2 separate regions of the Triticum aestivum genome follow, and region 2 is linked to region 1. A link is a contact called in public Hi-C data. All regions are on one chromosome and are shown on one strand. The core of a region is the stretch at or near the end of the contact, and the rest is flanking DNA. Distances in the headings are between cores, read along the strand shown.

Region 1 (4,643 bases), core at 1,904-4,403:
GACGTCCTCTACTGCTAAGTTTTCCTTGGCTTGTGCTACCTCCTCACATAGCTGTGCCACTTCTGCATCATGTTGAGCTTGATCCGCCCGATTGACCACGACGGTTAACAGAGCTGTCATCTTATCCATCAAATCCATCAGAACCTGAGCCGGTGGGCGCGCAGGGCCTCCTGCCCCGGCTGCCGCCACCGCTGCTAACCCGGAGATCATCGCTGCCACAGCGGTAGAGTTTTGCCTGGGTTGCGTGCCAGCCATGAAGATCCCAACTCTTCTCGGCGGCTCAAAGGGGTCCAGAATACTGCTGCCATCAGAACAGCCCCGAGCCCGCCATCTTGCAATTGATACAACGAATCCGTCTCACCCATGGACGACTCACCATCAGAGTAGATGGCCGTCTCACCGCCAGACATAGATCCTTCAGAAAGTTCCCCTCCATGGATGCATCCCACGAAGGCACGCTTCACACGTGGGCTAAGCTCGGGCGGGTCTTGCGCGCTGAGCCGCCTCGACGATGTCGGTGCAGATGTCCGGCTCAGGGCCCGGCTCGTCGATCTTGCCGATGAAAACGTGGATTCCGCCGAAGGGGACCCGGTACCTGTACTCAATTGAGCCGACGTCGGGGCCCCAACTTGCGTCATCGATGTAGAGCTTGCTGCGACGACTCTTGGTCATCCGGCCCACAGTGTATCCCTTGAGCCCTTCGAAGCTGCCCTTCAAGAACTCAAATCCACCATGCGCTAGCCCACGGTGGGTGCCAACTGTCATGGAATTTTCACGGCAGATGTCCTAGTGAAAGGACTTAGTCATGGAGCCATCGCAACTAGGAAGCTTAAAGGGGTGAAAACGGGATAAAGGACACGGGAATTTATACTGGTTTGGCCCCTTGCGGTGAAGGTAATGGCTTAATCCAGTTTGAGGTGAGATTGCTTATGTCTCGATTACCAGGGAGCGAATCCGCTTGACCTAGCTCTCGATCTGATGTTACCTGCCCTGAACCGCCGCCGGGTCGTCCCTTTATATACATAGGTCGGCGCCCAGCGGCTCTCAGAGTCCCAGCCGGCTCATAAACAGTGTCTGGCTCGGTCTCTGTCTATTCCTACCTTACAATACAAGTTACATACATACGACAATTTATCTCTACGGGCCTTGAATCACCTTTGGGCTTTGGGCCCTTAACTGAACCTCCATCTTCAAGTGTCGTCTTGGGCTTCATATCTTGAATCGTCATAGGTATAACCCGGCCCCTCCTGGGCGGGTCATACCTAATATTTATCGTCTTTCCACCATAGCCAAATCTGTGTGAGAGAGTTGAGTGTTGGAGAGACTATCATTTGAAGCACAAGAGCAAGGAGTTCATCATAGACACACCATCTATTACCTTTTGGAGAGTGGTATCTCCTAGATTGGTTAGGTGTCACTTGGGAGCCTCCGTCAAGATTGTGGAGTTGAACGAAGGAGTTTGTAAGCGCAAGGAGATCGCCTACTTCGTGAAGATCTACCCTAGTGAGGCAAGTTCTTCGTGGGCGATGGCCATGGTGGGATAGACAAGGTTGCTTCTTTGTGGACCCTTCGTGGGTGGAACCCTCCGTGGACTCGCGCAGCCGTTACCCTTTGTGGGTTGAAGTCTCCATTAACGTGGACGTACGATAGCACCACCTATCGGAACCACGCCAAAAATCTCCGTGTCAACATTACGTTTGCTCCCTCCAAATTCCTCCCATTTACTTTCTTTCAAATTACATGTTTTACTTTCCGCTGCTCATACTCTTTGCATGCTTGCTTGAATTGTATTGTGATTGCTTGACTTGTGCTAAGTTGGTAAAATCTGCCAAAAATTAAAATTGAGAAAAATTTAAGTTTTTCTCAAGTAGTCTAATCACCCCCTATAGACATACTTTCGATCCTACAATGCCGCCTACCACCACCCTCTACTCTGGAAGTGGTACCCGACCACCGTTTGGTCCTCGTGCCCGCGCCGGGCCGACGCGCACGAGAACGCCCGAGTCTGAGGCACGAGCAGCCCGTCACAAAATGGCAACAAGTGATGTAGAGGGCGGCAACGGGGGCGGCGCTGACCGCGCGCCGATCACGAGCGAGCGCGTCGGTCAATCCCGAGGTCGCGCTCCTCGCGTCGGTCCTCCTCCGCTCTCTCAGGATGGCGGAGACGGATGTGGGGCGCCTTCACCGCAAGAATGCCAAGGCACTCCGACTCGACATTGGGTTGTCGGAGCGCGAGGCAAACAAGGAGGCGACGTTGACGGCAAAGGTGGCCCGCCATGCGAAGGAGCGGGATCTGCTGATCCAATGGCTCTAGGGGCAAGCATGCTCGAGGACTCCTACCCGACGGACGGATCCTCCTCCAGCTCCGACGATGACGCACCACCGCCTGCCGACGCCTACATGGAGAAGGGGCATAACCGCGCCGACGACTGGAAGAGGGAGGGGCCGGTGAGGAAATGGTGATTTTTTTCGCCTTTCCCGTTTTATTTAGGTTGTATGTACTCCCTCCGTTTCGATTTACTCGTCGTGGTTTTAGTTTTGAACTAAACCACGACGAGTAAATTGAAACGGAAGGAGTATGTTTTAAGTGTGTAGTGTCCGTCGATTAACTATGGTCCTTTTGTCTGGCGATGAAATAGTGATCCCATGAACTGCGTATTGATTGTGTTTATACGTAGCGTTGCATGTGTTGCATGGGTTTGGGTTTTAAATATGAGAGACGCGGATGTGAGAACTAGCATGTGTCGGACGTTTGAGGATCGGATTTGCCAATTCCAATTATGGATGCGCTGATGCGTGATTGTAATCAGTTGGTTGACGTTGAGCAAAAGAGTTTATATGAAGAAAAAAAAGACACGCGGCCTGCCCTCCACGCCCATAGATTGGGTGTGGACTCTCCGTGGGCGCAACCCTCCACGCCCATAGAACCGAGCCGGTGCGGCGGATAACCCTGCCACGCCATCGCCATGGTCACATACACGGACGAGGCCAAGGAGAAGACGAAACGGCACGCTTCCCGTTCCATCATCAAACGTTCTGCCGCAACGCTGTCTTATCTGGTCCGACTATTCTGCGCCCACACCTTATCTCCCTTGACGTCCTAGTCACCGCGCCGTCGACGAACCCACCCAAATCTGATCTGCGCATCTCCACTTTCGCTCGCCTCCTTGTGAAGCGATGCACCCACCAAAATAGAGCTCGTGATGCACCACCACACCACTGATTTGGTTCGAACAATTTACACCTGCAAGGCTGCAACGCTAGAGTAGAGCCAATCGTTTACCCTAGAATCGAGCACGTAGAGTGCGAAAACCTGGAGCTAGAGTAGATTAGAGAATCTGATCGCGTCAGCAGTGAGTGTGTGTTATCCATTCTACTAATAATCTACTACTAATCACGTGAGCGCGGCTAACACCGTCGTCGCACCGTACGTCCCGGCCTAAGCTAACCCGGCCTTGTGTTCCTGGTGGACTCTGTCCAGTCCCAGGTAAGGAAACGTTCCAGGTTACTGCTAAATTATTAGGATAAGATAAGATAAACGCGTGCGCCTAAACAAACAAAGTCGTTAATAGATGACTCTGTGGTTACACACAGGAGCAACAGCTTTCTTCCCTCGATTTAAAACGGATAGGGACAGACGAGTCTCTCCTCATGGTCGTAGCAGGCCATGCCTATTTAATCGCACCCGTCCGCTCTCCCCCATCTCTCTCTCTCTCTCTCTCTCTCTCTTCTTCTTCTCCTTCTTTCTCTTCAGATCCCCGGAAGCCCCAGACCCAGAGCAACTGACCACCAAGTTCTCGGGCATGGACAACGACGGCGACTGGATCACGGCGAGGTACCTCCTCTCCTCCATCCTCGGCCGGAACCCCCTCGTCGTCGACCACGTCGACGAGGAGTCCTTCCCGGTCGACCACGCCCCCGCCGCCGCCGCCCGCGGCGGGCCGGCGGAGGCGCCGGCGTGGCAGCCGCCGCCGGCCGTGTTCGCGGCGCCGAGCGTGGCCGGCACGGTGTGCGCGGTGTGCACGGAGGAGATCGCGGTGGCGGACCCCGTGGTGCGGCTGCCGTGCGCGCACTGGTACCACGCCGGCTGCATCGCGCCCTGGCTCGGGATCCGGAGCACCTGCCCCATGTGCCGCGCCGAGCTGCCGGCCAGGGAGGAGGCCGGCGAGGCCGGCGCCGGCGTCGGCCGCGAGAAGCCCCCGCGCGCCGAGGCCGGGACCAGCGCCGCCGGCGTGCGGCGTGACGCGTCGTACGGATACGTGGCCGCTGGGGGCGTCCTGTCCGGCTGATGGGCGGGCGAGCGGGGCCGTCGCGTCGTCGTGCGCGCGCCATGGCTTTTGTCTTTTTTTTTTCCTTCGCCGGAGGAGTGGTGCTCGATACCTGTTGTACAAATGAAATGGTTAATTATTAACATGATGTTGATTCTTGAGTGCTTAACTCGTCATTAGCATCTGCTGAATCGAAAAAAGAACAATCAAAAGCACTCGATGATTGTAAAGAGGATAAGGGAAAAAAACTTAGCTGTGAAGTGAGAATCTGATTCCCTGTCGAAGGGTGATGAAGGAATACAATGCCTTTGCCAAAAGCAGCTATCACCATTCTTCCTTGGTCTTTGCTACTTCGCTATTTTAGTGTGAAAGAAG
Region 2 (4,895 bases), core at 445-2,944, 140 kb after region 1:
AATAAAACACACGGCGACGATGAAATAACTGGACGACATCTGGAGCGTCGGTCTCGGGTCGTTACATCTCGACTCTTTCGAAGCTTCCAGTGTTCAAATTTGACACTTTTCAGAACTCATTTTCTATATTTGAATCATTAAGTGAATTTTTTGGTATTTAATGGATATAATTCAAATTTGAAATACGAGTACATGAAACAACGCAAAAAAATGTTTGAAAATCATATTTAGAGTCTTACGTATATTTGTATGCCCTATAAAAGAAATGAAAAGAAATTTAAAAGATCTATGTTGCAAGAGTCAGTCACAAACATGCAATTTATTCGTTCTTAAAATTCTAGAAAATGAAAATAAGGTCTGAAAAATATGAAACTTAGCATAGTGTCATGATATGACCTCAGTATGCTGTGAAACAAATTAAAATGTTCACAAAAGTTTTTATGTGCACTTTTTAGAAATTGAACTATCTCCGTGAAAGAATTGTGGTTTTGAGAGTGAATGCATCAAGTTTGAAGGTTAATTGACACTTCCTTCATAGTCCGACCTTGAAATTTTGTATACTCTCAACATACACCATAAAATCTTTCATGTTAAAATTTGGCATTTTTCAAAGCTCATTTCCTATATCTAAGTCATTAAATGCATTTTTAGGCTTTTAATAGATATAATTCAAATTTGAACTACGAGTACATGAAACACTACACAAAATTAATACTGATGGGCCGACGAATGGGGACCGACAGCTAGGTGATGCAGGTTTTATCACTAGGGATCATACTGGTGCTTTTATCGCTGCTGGAGGTGCAAGATATGATTACAACGTCGACCCGCTGTCAAATAAGATCTTGGCATGCAGGGATGCAACATGCTTTGCACAGGATAATGGTTATCAACAGGTGCACTTGGAGACAAATTGCAACAACAAAAAATCTAGACTCTGGGCTTCTGTCGCAGATAGATCATATGTTTGCCATCTTCTTCGGGAGATGCGAGAGATAGTGAGTTCTTTTCAGGGATATAAGCTTCTTTATGTTACTAGGCAAGCCAAAGCGGCAGCTTATTTGGTTGCAAAAGAAGTTTTAAACTTCGGACATTGTATTATGAATTACAATGTAATCACTGCCTTTTTGGTTTGGGCTGTGCAAGCCAATATGCCTTCTTCAGATGAATAAAGAGCCAAAGTGTGGAGAGTGCTAAACAAATAGAGCTATGCACCAGGAAGAGGATTTGGAGCACCTGTGTGCTCCTATATGAACATTAAGTTCAAAAAATATTAGGAAAATTCAAAAATATCTGGGTCTTTGGGATATGAAACATGGGTGCCCAATCTACTCTTGTGTGAAGTTTCATGAAAAAATACAAGAAAGATGTATTCTCATTAAAAAGGACAAAAAATCTGTACTATGAAAAAAAAAACAGTTTCAATGGACAGTAGGTCGGACTATATTTTTTTCACCACATATACATTTCCTGATATATTTTTATGAAACTTCGCATGAGAGTAGATTGGGCACCCAAGTTTGCTATGCCAAGATTTTTGATTTTTTTATTCTTTCTGGTATTTTTTTATTTATAATTTTCATATGGAGGGTGGAGCACCCAGATTTTTTTTTTTTTTTTGAGAACGGGTGGAGCACCCAGGTGCTGCCGTGTATTTTCCCTACGCATCACTTCTTTTTTCAGCATCGCCACGTAGTTTCGGACTCTCGGCCCGGTCGATCTCTCCACGGCGCAGCCCACAAGGCGCGTGGGGGGTCCCGACTCCCGACCGATCCTTTCCGCCGCTCAGCTAGCTACCTAGATCTCTCTTCCACAGGGGAAGTCGCCGAGGAGGAGGAGGGAGGACGAGAGTATGGGGCGGGAGGTGTCGGAGAGCTGCGTTGATGGGGTGGTGATGGAGATGGTGGCTGCCTACTGCGGCCGCTTCTACGCCGCCAAGCCGGAGCTCGCCGCCGGTCGCATTGAGGCCATCGGCTTCCAGGTTGGCCATCAGCTCTCCGAGAGGTAAATGAAGGAACACTCTCTCCCACTTCCCTTGCTTGGATCCCCGTTTCTTTCTTGGCTGGATCTGTAATCTGTTGCTTTGACTCGCACCGATCCGTCACGCCTCACCCCGTAGCAGATCATTAATTCCATGTTCGTCAAGCGGTGTGAGCTAATTGTCCGATTTGAGGCCAACTGCGTATGCGGATAAATCTTGAGATCTAATTCACAAATTCTTGGAAGGATTTTAATATAGTATAGATAGGAGCTAATTGCCTGATTTGGTTGGTGCCAAGATCAAGCAGTGACCTGACCTCTTGCCTGGCAGTTGATATTTCGGTTTCCTTGCAATCTACTGAATTCCTAGTACCTTGATTTTGGATTGCTATAGAATTACCAAGCTCATTTGAGCTTGAGCATGGGTCAATCCAGTGACCTACAAGATGATTATCTTCTCAAGTAGGACAATTTCATTGCCTATTTCTTTAAATTCCAGAATTTAAATATCATTTTATTTGTTCAGAATTTACAATTTAGTAATGCTAAAGGTTCCATTTCTTCCAATGGGCTATGTTGATGTACTTGCTGAATATAGATATATACAGTCTGGTACATTTATACATCTGATAACTGAGCACCATCCGCATCAACGCGCTACTATTGGTGTCATTAATATCAAACAGCCCTGCATACCTAGCCATATGCAGTATTTTAGTTAATAAACCTACAAGGCACTCACTTTACTGGGTGTTTGTTATTTAGCAGAATCTCTTTGACGTGCACTATTGCACTTGTAGCAGATCCTGAAAAGCGAGATGGACTTGTTCATGAGACAATCAAATTGACACTTTCTGTTCATATCCAGATATGCGATGGGGCGCCCTCGATTTACCGATCATCTTGAGGCAATCAAATTTATTTGCAAAGATTTTTGGTCAGAACTGTTCAAGAAGCAGATTGACAATCTGAAAACAAATCATAGGGTAATTGAACAGATAACTAACACTCCATATTTTCTGTCCATATTAGAACTTGATATTACTTGACTTGCATGCAGGGTACCTTCGTTCTTCAAGATAACCATTTCCGGTGGCTTACTCGTGTTTCTCTAGATCCAGCAGTAGAGAGCACTGATGCAACTGAGAATGACTCTGGGTCATTGGGTGATTCTGCAGCCCAAACAACAAGCATGCTTTTATATTTCCCATGTGGGTTAATAAGAGGTGCTCTCACAAACTTGGGAATTCCGTGTGCTGTCTCTGCAGATATGTCAAACCTTCCAGCATGTGAGTTGAACCATTCTTCTCCATGATCTTTAATTATGCGATCTAAAAAAGGAGGTTACACTATCCATTGGATAGTATTTCTAAGAACCTGTCACTCACCATACTTAGCACATCAACCCATAGTCATACAAGTATGTCTTCTCCTTGATCCATAGCTTGCAATTATTTGTGAGTTTGATTCAAAAGACACCATACATTATTTCCCATCTTGCGACCAGAAATCTAGTGGCATGGAGCTAGTTTAATGTAGCTCAGCACTTGTTGATACACATAAACTATATCAATCGTGGACCAGTATCTGTTTGAGTTCGTTTGGTCGTTCAACAATATAGAATGCATTTGTTTCATGTCTGCCTTTCCAGAGTAATTTCAGCTGTCTTTGCAAAACCTTTTCCTTCTGATGTTCCTTCAATTGAAATCTGAAAGTAATGCTCCCTTTTTGAATATTTCAAACCTCCTGGAAAGACACGGTTTTTATGTACGTTTAAGCTATTCATTAATAAAGTCAGCACCTATTGTGTGCATTTGGAGGGACATCACATTCGCTCTTCTTTATTTTGCAGTCCAGATTCCCCCCTTCCTTTTTAATTTACATTTGGAGTTGAACATGCCAATCAGTTTTCTATTTCCATCCACCACTTCATAAAGTCCGCATTTTATGGTCTCTGACAAATACACGATTTATCATTCAACAGGTTCTTTTGTGGTGCGCATAAAGACATGATCTGCGAGAAATAGAACAAGTCAGATATGAATGCCGGCCTGTGGTTCAAGTATTTTGGACGGTAAACTAAGAATGTTCAGATATTTTACTTGACTGTATTGTAGTGTTCCTCTATGGTCAAATTTCAAATATTTGTTGTTATTCTGTGATGCAAGGTACTGTAAAATATTTGGTCTGGCGAATGCACGTAGCTATCCAATTTTTCATCTGACCGTGTTGGTTTCTTTTTATTGTCACATGATAGTTTGGATGTTACTTACCGAAACTCTTAAGCTGTGTACTTACTACTACATCCATCGCACGCTAGAAAAGAAAGATGGATGTGCTAGGGTTGGTCAATGCCATCGTGGATAAGGGTCCTTAAACTGACTTGCTGCTATTTAAATGCCTTGGAAGCAGATAACTGCCCACATATTTTCCAGCATGGCCTACTGTTGCATGGGCATGATCACGCACTTAGCCAGATACGACATCTGGTTCAAGCGATTTGCCCACCTTCAGCTCTGTTTCGTGGTTCAGATCCGTAACCACCATCACCCTCGTAGCTGTCTGAGTTCGCTCTCCAGCTTTGAAATCGTGTGCAGCTTGCTGGCTACTCGTAGGTGCCACAGTATCATAGGCACGGTGAAGCGGCATTTGACACTGAGTGTTGGATCAGGTGGCACAACTGAAGAACATCACCAGGCGTCTGTAACTACAAGGTTCTGGGTGCCTCTTGTTCCCAAACAAGGGTGTTTATTTTCCCACCATCATATGTAATTCCTAGGTTCCAAAGAAACAGATGTATGTTTGAGAAAACTATAGTTACTCGGAAAAACAAACATAGGCTACGAGAGGCAGAATGGTGAGTAGAGGAGAACATGAGAGAGTGGATATATATGCAGAGAAGATGACCAAATGCG

What was found. Hi-C and Micro-C count contacts between places; a contact is called where the count stands out from the background.
Region 2: a Hi-C map of leaf shows a contact between it and region 1, with 5 times the contacts expected there. The contact joins the promoter of LOC123111542 here to the promoter of LOC123116020 in region 1. A contact is called at or near these places in 2 of 5 Hi-C or Micro-C datasets (both in leaf).

Annotation. Positions count from the first base shown.
Region 1 is chr5B:307,214,776-307,219,418 of IWGSC CS RefSeq v2.1, forward strand. LOC123116020 (E3 ubiquitin-protein ligase SIRP1) reads left to right here and starts at 3,154. Exons shown (of 1, transcript XM_044537037.1): 1 at 3,154-4,585. The coding sequence starts at 3,573. The coding sequence ends at 4,289.
Region 2 is chr5B:307,356,008-307,360,902 of IWGSC CS RefSeq v2.1, forward strand. It overlaps LOC123111542 (trafficking protein particle complex subunit 6b), which reads left to right and starts at 1,695. Exons shown (of 4, transcript XM_044532345.1): 1 at 1,695-2,004; 2 at 2,849-2,966; 3 at 3,041-3,269; 4 at 3,965-4,199. The coding sequence starts at 1,853. The coding sequence ends at 3,993.